2 separate regions of the Sus scrofa genome follow, and region 1 is linked to region 2. The links are chromatin contacts, called in public HiChIP or PLAC-seq maps. All regions are on one chromosome and are shown on one strand. The core of a region is the stretch at or near the end of the contact, and the rest is flanking DNA. Distances in the headings are between cores, read along the strand shown.

Evidence for each region. HiChIP or PLAC-seq counts read pairs in DNA pulled down with a chosen protein or histone mark.
Region 1: a contact with region 2 is called in an H3K27ac HiChIP or PLAC-seq map of alveolar macrophages. The contact joins the promoter of PDPK1 here to the promoter of PRSS27 in region 2. A contact is called at or near these places in 2 of 5 promoter capture datasets (fetal liver and liver), 4 of 47 Hi-C or Micro-C datasets (embryonic fibroblasts, fibroblasts, liver and 1 more) and 2 of 2 datasets of contacts at active chromatin or transcription factors (alveolar macrophages and skeletal muscle).

What each region holds. Positions count from the first base shown.
Region 1 is chr3:39,510,737-39,515,953 of Sscrofa11.1, reverse strand. It overlaps PDPK1 (3-phosphoinositide-dependent protein kinase 1), which reads left to right and starts at 3,331. Exons shown (of 14, transcript XM_021086751.1): 1 at 3,331-3,493. The coding sequence starts at 3,470.
Region 2 is chr3:39,392,135-39,397,099 of Sscrofa11.1, reverse strand. It overlaps PRSS27 (serine protease 27), which reads right to left and starts at 2,086. Exons shown (of 7, transcript XM_021086750.1): 1 at 1,705-2,086; 2 at 319-345; 3 at 1. The coding sequence starts at 1,756.

The DNA of each region.
Region 1 (5,217 bases), core at 2,082-4,581, 120 kb before region 2:
CTCCTTGGGTGAGCTGGGTGGCCTGGCCTCCCTCAAACTGGCTGCCCTTGGACCCCATGAAGACTGAGAGTCGTCCTTCAGTTTGTTTTGTTTTGTTTTTTGTTTTAAGCCACACGCACGCCACGTGGAGGTTCCTGGGGCCAGGGACTGCACTCAAGGTCCAGCAGTGACAGGTACTTAACCTCCAGGCCACCAGGGAACTCTTATCCTTCCTTGGTCGTTTTTTTTTTTTTTTGTATTTTCTAGGGCTGTACCCATGGCATATGGAGGTTCCCAGGCTAGGGGTCTAATCGGAGCTGCAGCTGCTGACCTACACCACAGCTCACGGCAACGCTGGATCCTTAACCCACTGTGAAAGGCCAGGGATCGAACCCACAACCTCATGGTTTCTACTCAGTTTCATTAACCACTGAGCCATGACAGGAACTCCTCTTTTTGTCTTTTGAGGGCCGCACCCGAGGCATATGTAGGTTCCCAGGCTGGGGGTCCAGTTGGAGCTGTAGCTGCCAGCCTACACCACAGCCACAGCAACACTGGATCCTCAACCCACTGAGCAAGACTAGAGATGGAACCTGTGTCCTCATGGATGCTAGTCGGGTTCGTTAACTGCTGAGCCACGACGGGAACTCCTTATCCTTCACTGTTCTTTGAGCCGCCCTGCCCTGTCCTGCCCCTGCTGCCTGTTTCGGTGCTTTCCTCAGGGCCCCAGCCTCCCCCTCAACCCTCCCCATTCCCCCGAGGCTGCTGGGAGCTCTGCCCCACCTGCTGCTCCAGCGGGCTCTGCCCTCACTTGGGATCTTTACCTCAAATTTTGTTCCCCTCTCTGTTTCTCTTTGAATAACTCGAGATCTCCATGGTCATGCTCTGATGTCATAGACTCTCATAAATTTAAAAAAAAAAAAAAAAAGGAGTTCCCGTCGTGGCGCAGTGGTTAACGAATCCGACTAGGAACCATGAGGTCGCGGGTTCGGTCCCTGCCCTTGCTCAGTGAGTTAACGATCCGGCGTTGCCGTGAGCTGTGGTGAAGGTTGCAGACGCGGCTCGGATCCCGCGTTGCTGTGGCTCTGGCATAGGCCAGTGGCTACAGCTCCGATTCAACCCCTAGCCTGGGAACCTCCATATGCCGCGGAAGCGGCCCAAGAAATAGCAACAGCAACAACAACAAAAGGCAAAAGACAAAAAGAAAAAAAAAAAAAAAAAAAGGACTTTCCGCTGTGGCACAGTGGGCTAATGATCCGGCTTGTCTTTGCGGCATTGCCAGTTCCATCCCTGGCCCATCTCAGCAGGTTAAGGATCCGGCATTTCCTCATATGTGGCGTAGTTTGCAGACGTGGCTTGGCCAGGGGAACACCTGTATGCCGCAGGTGCGCCCAAAAAAAGAAAAAAAAATTTAAAGACTCTGTTTCATATTTTGCAACTTGCTTTTTTAAAATAAATAAATAGATAAATAAATAAATTTCCTTTTTTTTAGAGCTGCACCTGTGGCATATGGAGGTTCCCAGGATAGTGGTGAAATTGGAGTGGCATTAACATAAGATCCGAGGCGCATCTGCAATGTACACCACAGCTCACAGCAATGCCGGATCCTTAACCCACTGAGCGAGGCCAAAGATTGAACCCGAGATCCTCATGGATCCTGATTGGGTTTGTTACCACTGAGCCATAACGAGAACACTCAACTTGCCTTTTTGCCTTCATTTTTATATTTATTTGTTTATCTTTTTAGGGCTGCACCCGCAGCATATGAAGGTTCCCAGGCTAGGAGTCAAATTGGAGTTGTAGTTGCCAGCCTACACCGCAGCCACAGTGACCCAGGATCTGAGCCTTATCTTCCACCTACACTACAGCTCACGGCAACGATGGATCCTTAACCCACTGAGCAAGGCCAGGGATCGAATCCACATCCTCATGTATACCAGTTGGATTCATTTCTGCTGCGCCACAATGGGAATTTCCACATTGCTATTTTTTAAAATGAACATGTATTTCTTTTGGAAATAGAAAAAACTTTAAATTTACCATATAAATTTGCAAATTTAAAAATGTGCACGTTTTCAGGTAACAAAGATGACTCTGATTTTGTTTAAAACATCATCTTAGAACTACGATGGTAATATGCCTGATGTACACAAAAATGGTTAAGGTGGTAAATTTTGTGTGTATTTTACCACAGGTAAAAAACCCAACCATATCATCATCAACAATAACAGCTACAAGCAGTTTCCGTCGTGGCTCAGCGGAAACGAGTCCGACGAGCATCCGTGAGCACGCAGGTTCGATCCCTGGCTTTGCTCAGTGGGTGAAGGATCCGCCGTCAGCTGCGGTGTAGGTCGCAGATAAGGCTCCGATCTGGCGTTGCTGTGGATGTGACGTAGGCTCTGACCCCTAGCCTGGGAACTTCCATATGCCGCGGGTGCAGCCCTAAACAGACAAAAACAACCCCCCCCCCACAAAAACCCAATAACAGCTACAAGAAGAATTTATAGGCAGAGAAGAAAGTTCCGAAGGTGACCTGGGGCTATCAGCCGTGATGGGATGGGATTGTTTTCCGCCTTATAGACATGGCTTTAGAGCCTAGATTTCCTTCGAGAACACTTCTTACTTTTGTAACTAGTGAAGATGCCTCTGTCTGCCTTGACTCAGAACCCAGCTCCGAGTCCGCCCCGGGCGGGTAGGAGCCCAGCGCCAACTCCGTCTCGGGCGCGACCTGGGCTGCCCCCGCCGCAGCTGGGCGAACCTCAGTTTTTCTTTTTTTTTTTTTTTTTTTTTTTTTTTTTTTTTTTTTTTTTTTTTTTTTGTCTTTTTGCTATTTCTTTGGGCCGCTCCCGCGGCATATGGAGGTTCCCAGGCTAGGGGTCGAATCGGAGCTGTTGCCACCGGCCTACGCCAGAGCCACAGCAACGCGGGATCCGAGCCATGTCTGCAACCTACACCACAGCTCACGGCAACGCCGGATCGTTAACCCACTGAGCAGGGGCAGGGACCGAACCCGCAACCTCACGGTTCCTAGTCGGATTCGTTAACCACTGCGCCACGACGGGAACTCCCGAACCTCAGTTTTTCGGTCTGCGCCGCGGGATGACAGTTTGCCCCGTCCCGCGCCCGGCCCCGCCCCGCAGGCCCGGGATTGGCTCGTGCGGTGTCCTTCCCCCCCTCGAGGCGGGGCAGGGCCGCTCCTGCCCGGCCGGCCCCAACCCGGAAATGCGGCTCGGGGGCGCCGGTGGGGGCTGGCCTAAGCCGCGGCCGAGCGACGGCAGCTGCAGCCAATGGGCGCGGGCAGTGGAGGCGGTGAGGAGGAAGTCCCGCCCGGCGTCGCGCGGGGGCGGGGCGGCGCTGGGGGTGGCGGGCGGCGGGGCGGGCGCAGGATGAGGGCAGCCATTGCTGGGGCTCCGCCGCGGGGAGGAGGACGCTGAGGAGGCGCCGAGCCGCGCAGCGCTGCGGGGGAGGCGCCCGCGCCGACGCGGGGCCCATGGCCAGGACCACTAGCCAGCTGGTGAGTCCGCAGCGGCCGCCGGGGCGCGCCGGCCCGACATCCCGCCGAGCGCGGCGGCCGCCGGGGCCCGGTGAGGCGGGGCGGCCCGCGGTCTCGGGGGCCGGGCGGCGCCTCACCTGCGGCCGGGCGGCCGGGCCGGGGTCCATGGGCGCCCTGGGGCGCCGCTTGGCCGCCGGGGGAAGCCGGGGCCCGTGTGAGGCAGGTTCCGGGCCGCCGGGGGCGCTGACAGGCGCGCGGAGGGCGGGGGTGGCCGGGGAGGTGTCACCGGCCCGTCGCGGTGGAAGTGCTTGGAAAGTTTGTTTTCGGCGCGGCCTGGAGCCGAGCCTCCGGGGTTATCTCTCGTTCTTTCTGCGGAGGAACTGCCCTGGGCCTTCACCTGGGATAGCGTCCCTGTGCCTCTGCTCGCAGCGAAAGCAGGATGTGCGAGTTCTCGCTCGGAGCACCTGATGCTCGGGCCCCTCCAAATTCTCAGCGGGGACGGCGCCTGACGCACTCCGATACGCTCCGCTCCCGGCCCGGCGAGCGGCGTTTGGGTGCTTTTCCTGCCTTGAGGCTCGGCTCCGGCACCGGCGTCGGTGTCTTGGGAAGCCCCTGGGAGGCCGAGCTGGAACCCAGCACCGCCGGCAAGTGAGCGTGACCGGGCGGAGAGATTTCAGGGGGAGGAAAAAGAAAAAGCCTTCGCTGGGTTAAACGTTTTGCGTAAAGTATCGCTAGTGTTGCTGTTTTCTCTCGGTTGCTAAAAGTATCCCTGGTGTTTTCATGTTTGCCCTCTGCTGACTTCTGGAGCCTTAGGGAAGATGGTTTAAGGATGTGTACCTTGAGTGCGAATGTGAGGGGGGTGATGGACGAATGTCTAGATGACGTGCAAAACTTGGTTCAAAAGGCAAGTCCCTTAAGTGATGGAAGACTCCAGAAATTTGTATCAACTCTTATTTCCTTGTTTTCTGTGCTAGAGTTTCTTAATCGTTTTGAGGGGTCAGGAGCCCCTTGGAGCGTCTGACAGAAGACCTGGGTCCACATCTGAGCCAGACGCACAGCATTTTGTGCGTCCTTGAGAAGGCTAAGGAATCTTCTGCGGCTGGTCCGTGGACTTGAGGTGGAGAACTTTGCTCTGTAGAGCTAGGTGGTAATCCGAAGTCTGAGAGGAGGACCGGTTCAGTTGAGGATATAGTGGAGGGCGAAGGGATGTCTTTGTTGCGACATGTGCGGCTGTACCCTGGGGTGCCTGGGCTAACACGCAAAAACACGAATCAGGCTTCTTGGCTGATCTCGGTGGAGGCTGAGGCCGACAGTCATCATGGAAGTTTGTAGAATGAACTTTCACACGTTGATGCTGTTGCAATGCAAGGTGTGTACCCTGACGGCGTCCATGAGAAGACAAAAGCATATTTTTTCATAGTTTGAGTAGTTCCACGTGATCGACACTTGAGGTTTGGAGTTTTCTTTGCAGAAGGCAGCTTTTTAGTACAAAAACACTGGAATCCAGTAAGAAAAAATGAATTGAAGAATGGATGATGGGAATTCCCCTTGTGGCTCAGCAGAAACGAATCTGACTAGTATCCATGAGGACCCAGGTGCCATCCCTGGTCTCGCTCAGGGGGTTAAGCATCCGGTGTCGCCATGAGCTGTGGTGTAGGTCGAAGATGTGGTTCAGATCTGGCGTTGTTGTGGCTGTGGCGTAGTCCGGTGACTACAGCTCTGATTTGATCCCTGGCCTGGGAACT
Region 2 (4,965 bases), core at 837-3,336:
CCTGAGGGGGTATGTTATTGTCACAGCAGAATGGTGTCGGCGTCTGTCCTTACTTCCTTCCTGTCGTCTTCCCACCCTCCCCCGTTCTTCTTGCCTCGATGGCCCTCTTGTGCCACCTGCACCGCGTCTCAGACCCTCCTTCTGCCCGCCCACCCACCTGGGCTCCAGCTCCTTTTGGCCCTGCGGGATTCCCTGTGCCCCGCCTGTTTCACCCTGGCCTCCTGGGGTGGGTGTTGGGGGGGGGTGCGTTCCTGGTCAGCCTTGCTGCTCTCAGACAAGCCCACTCCTGTCTACCCCGCAAGGGCCCTGGATGCTTACCACTTGAGGCTTCGGCCCCCTGAGTCCCTGCAAGTGAGCAAAGAAGGTAATCAGCCAACTTTGTGGGCCCTGAGGTTGGCATCTGCCTGGTGTAGCCCTGCCTCTGCTCCACCTCCAGCCTGTCTCCCGAGGACCAGCAGGAGAGGCCACCCAGGGCACCCTGTCATGGCCTGGCTCTCCTGTTGGAGACAGGATGGCTCCTCCTTGCCCCACGAGGGCCTTCCCTTCACCCCACACGCATCCTTGTCTGGAAGCTCCCCCAGGACCGCAGCCTCCGGTTCTGGAGCGCCAGGGTCTCCCACTCTCCACCCCGGCCGCTGGCCATAGGCCCAGGGCCTCTCACACTATCTTCCCGACCGAGCAAGTCTCCAGCTCTGTCTTGAGTCTGGGGGCGATGGGGGCAGAGCCTGGCTCCGTCCCAGATTCCCCAGAGCAGCCCCTCTCATACAGCTGGCAGCTGGAGCCCAGGACCCCTGCTGGACGGGGCACCTCTGCCCACGTGAAGGGACCGGAGGGGTGGGACAGGACCCTGTGCCAGGAGGCCGGGAGGGAGGAGGGAGCTGGGCAGCAAGGCCTGGCAAGGCCCGGTGGAGCCCAGGGAGGCTGCACCCTCCTTCCCTGGTGGGAAGCCTGCACCCTCCTTCCCTGGTGGGAAGCCTGGAGCCCTGGCCAAGCTGCAGCCTGGGGTGACCTGGCCCGGCCCTGGGAGGTGACTTGAGGACAGGGAAGTAAGGTGGCAGCTGGGCTGGCCAGGCTGGCCCAGGAATGCGGGAGAGTTTCCCTGGCAGAGAGCAGCCCGCCCAGCTGGGAGGGGCCTGGCAGGTGCATTCCCCCCCCCCCGACCTCCCCTGTTGGCCCTTGCCAACCTTCACCCAAGAGAGCGGGGGAAGGGCCGGAGGTGCAGGGCCTGCTCCTCCAATTCCCTCCCTCTGTGCCGGAGCAGGAACCTGGACCCCCGTGTGTCCTCCCTGCCCCCCACTGAGCCTTCACCAGGCTCAGGTGGCAACCCAGCCACCCTTCCCAGGCCCAGATGTCAGTGACCCAGAGATTGGCTGGCGCCCAGCGGTCTTGAGGTCAGATCCTACAGCACCACGTTTTCATCTTGAGAGGCCAGGACCAGAGGGGGCAGAAGCAGCTTGGCTGTAATTTGCCTGAGGCAAGGGGAGGGATGGGATCCGGCCTGTGTCACTGCCTCCTGGTCCTCCCGCCTGCACCCACACCCCCATCCCCAGTTCACTCCACCTGTGGAACCTCCGGAATCTTCCCACTGAGGCAGGAAGGGAGACTGGTGCTGCAGCCCGAGGCCTGGCCGGGGAGTGGGGGCTTAGCTGCCGCTTGGGTAGGACAGAGAGGCCCTTACAGATGCCTGCAATGTCTAAGACTCACCAGTCCGCAGCAGCAGCAGCAGGAGCAGGGCCAAAGCTGGCACCTGCCCCATGGTCTCAGCCTGGCTGGAGTGCCTGCCGGGCAGGGGACTGCTGTGGCAGGAGCTCCGTGACCACTAGCTCTATGTGTAGGGCTCCATGAAGTGGGGTTTTATGCTGGAGATGAGTGTCAGCTCGGCTATGCCGCTGGACCTGTCAGCCAGGCCCGCCCAGTTCCTCTGGGCAGGAAGGAGGCACCCCAGAACCCCGACTCCTCCATGGCCTGGCCCTGAACCCCAAGGGGACAGGCCTCTCATGCTAAAACACCTTAGGGTTTGCGGGCCAGGGTGCGTGTGTCCCATTTATTTATTTATTTGTTTGTTTGTTTATTTTACCTTTTCTAGGGCCGCACCCGCGGCATATGGAGGTTCCCAGGCTAGGGGTCCAATCGGAGCTGTAGCCCCTGGTCTACACTACAGCCACAGCAACTCAGGATGCGAGCCGCATCTGCAGCTTACACCACAGCTCACGGCAACGCCGGATCCTTAACCCACTGCGCAAGGCCAGGGATTGAACTGGCAACCTCATGGTTCCTAGTCGGATTCGTTAACCACTGCGCCACGACGGGAACTCCGCATGTGCCCCATTTAAGTGCTTGTGGCAAGGGTTCCGCCTCCACGGTGACTGACCACACTCTCCAGCTGACCACAGGCCCACCTGAGCTGACTGCGGTCCACCACGCGACCCTCTCTGTTTCATTCATCCGTTCATTTATTTTTATTTACTGAGCACCTGCCATGCGCCGCAAACAGTCCGGGACTGGGGCTTGCGCTTTGCCGGAAGGAGGATGGCTAAGGGCCAGGTCACCTGAGCCTAAGCGGGAGCGTCTGGCGGGCTCCGCCGCTGACCCCAGCGCCCCTCCCCGCCCCCCGGCTCTCCCTCCAGACCTGGGTTCCAGCAGTCCCAGGCCTGGCCCTGGGTGACCCTGACCGGCCTCTCCCTGCCCCCTGCCCGCCGCCGTCGCAGGGGTGGGGGTGGGGTTCCCGGAACGCGAAGGCCAGCGTGGGCGGGGCGGAAGCTGCTTCTGGGAAGGCCGTGCCAGGAGGACCGTCCCCAGGTGTCCCTGCCCTGGGAGCGGCTGGCCGGGTCCAGGACGTGCAGTCGTCGCGGAAGCGGCTCTGGGAGGAAGTTATTTGGGGCACGGAGCTGACGTCAGAGCCGGAGCCGGGGCTCGGCGGCGAGGCCGGGCCGGGACCGGCGGCCGAGGACCAGGTCGGGCAGAGCCGGTGGGGGCTGGGGCGGGGAGCGCCGGATGACCGGCAGAGCCCGGCCTCAGTTTCCCCGCCCACACAGTGGGTGCGTGCGTGGCCTGGGGGTGCGCCGGCGCGCCCCGGAAGTCGGGGACGGCCGAGGTCGCCGACTTTCCGCCCCCTCCCCATCTCCGCGCTCCGGCCTTGGCCTTGGCCTTGGCGGGCGCTCCCGGTCAGCGCGCCACTGCCCTCTAGGGGCCGCCGGCAGCAGCGCCGGGCCGCTGGGGCGGGAGGCTCGGCTCCGCGCTGTCTGTCTTCCTCGCACAACTCCCAGCCCCAGCCCTTCCTGCTCCTCCACTCCTCCGCTCCTGCCCTCCGACCTCCCCTCCGTCTCCGCGTCTCCCGCAGCCCTCGGGGGAAGAGGGGGCGCCACCCTCGACGGGGGACGGCTGCCCGGGCGCTGGCGCCCTCCTCCTGCGCCCCCCTGCCTCCCGGGTCCCTCCGCTGCGCCCCCTCCACGCGGCGTCCCGGAGTCCGGGCGGCCTGTCTGCGTGAGCGGGAGTCCCTCGGGGAGGGAGAGCAGCGCGTGGCTAGAGGGCTTCCAGACTCGTTCCCAGGGATTCTTGGAGCCCACTGAGACCCAGCACTGTTCCAGGCATGGGGCAATTGGAGGTGAGCCGAGTGGAGGAGAGAGGATTGAGGTGAAAATGTCTAATCAGAAATTTTGGAAAGTGTTTCAAAACGTCTGTGTCACCGCATTTCACCAGGCACCTGATGATCAGTTCTCTGGATTTCAGAGGCCTTCAAGATTGTTTGGGGCTAAATACTTCCTCTCAGGTGTCTTTCTAGGTTTCCTCTGCCTTCCCCCCCCCCCAAAGCCATTTCTAAGAAGGTGCTGCCTTGAAATCAAGAAAGTAACAAAAGTTAAGATGTGATCAGAAAGTGGGGACACCAGGGACTCCGGTGGCTAGAGAAACAGCATCTCGTGTCACTCCTGACACCCTTGAGGCTGTAGACCCCCCGCTGTGCAGGGAGCTGGGTGGGGGTGTAGGGTGAGCTGGAAGCCAGGTGCCTTCCTCACTCCACCTGCCAAACAGAGGGGTGGATTGGAGACCAGAGGGACTCAGAGCCCTAAGTGTGTTTTGTCACTTCCTCCTAAAACACAAATGGGAGCTCCCACTGTGGCACGAAGGGATCAGCAGTGTCTTGGGAGCGGGTTCAGTCCCCAGCCTGGCACAGTGGGTTAAGGACCTTCTGGTGTTGCCACAGCTGCAGTTTACTTCAAGGTTGTGACTGGAATCTGATCCCTTGCCCGGGAGCTCCATATGCCCTGGAGCAGCCAAAAAACAAAGCCAGAAATGAGCTTTTACCACCTCTGGAAGGGGAAGGGTTTTTTAATGTTAGAAGTCACAGCAGAGGGAGTTCCCGTTGTGGCGAAGTGAAAACGACTCCAACTAATATCCATGAGGAATCCGTTTCGATCCCTGGCCTCACTCAGTGGGTCAGGGATCTGGCATTGCCATGAGCTGTGGTTTAGGTCGCAGACATGGCTCAGATCCCGCGTTGCTTGTGGCTGTGGCGTAGGCTGGCAGCTGTAGCTCTGATTTGACCCCTAGCCTGGGAACTTCCACATGCAGAGAGAATGGCCCTAAAAGGCAAAAACAAACAAAGAACAACAAAAAATAGTCACAGTAGGCAACACAAAGGAGATGGCCCATACACTAGAAAAATAATCGGTTTCAAAGTACAAAGGCGAACAATAGGATAAATATTTGCAGGAAATGCGGCAAAGTGCCTGCACCATTATTGTTGGCAATGCTTAGGAAATTGACGAGAAAACCCCTGATCCCCTAAAGGTGAAATGAGCAAAGGCTACACATAGACCAGTCTTGAAAGAGGAAACCAATTTGGTTAATAGACTTAGGAGGAATGTTCAGCCTCACTAATTAAAGACATGCAAATCAAAGCCACAGCCAGGAGATGCTCTTCTGTGTGGCGCTGGCTCAGCCTTGGTGGATGCTGTCCAGCCAGGC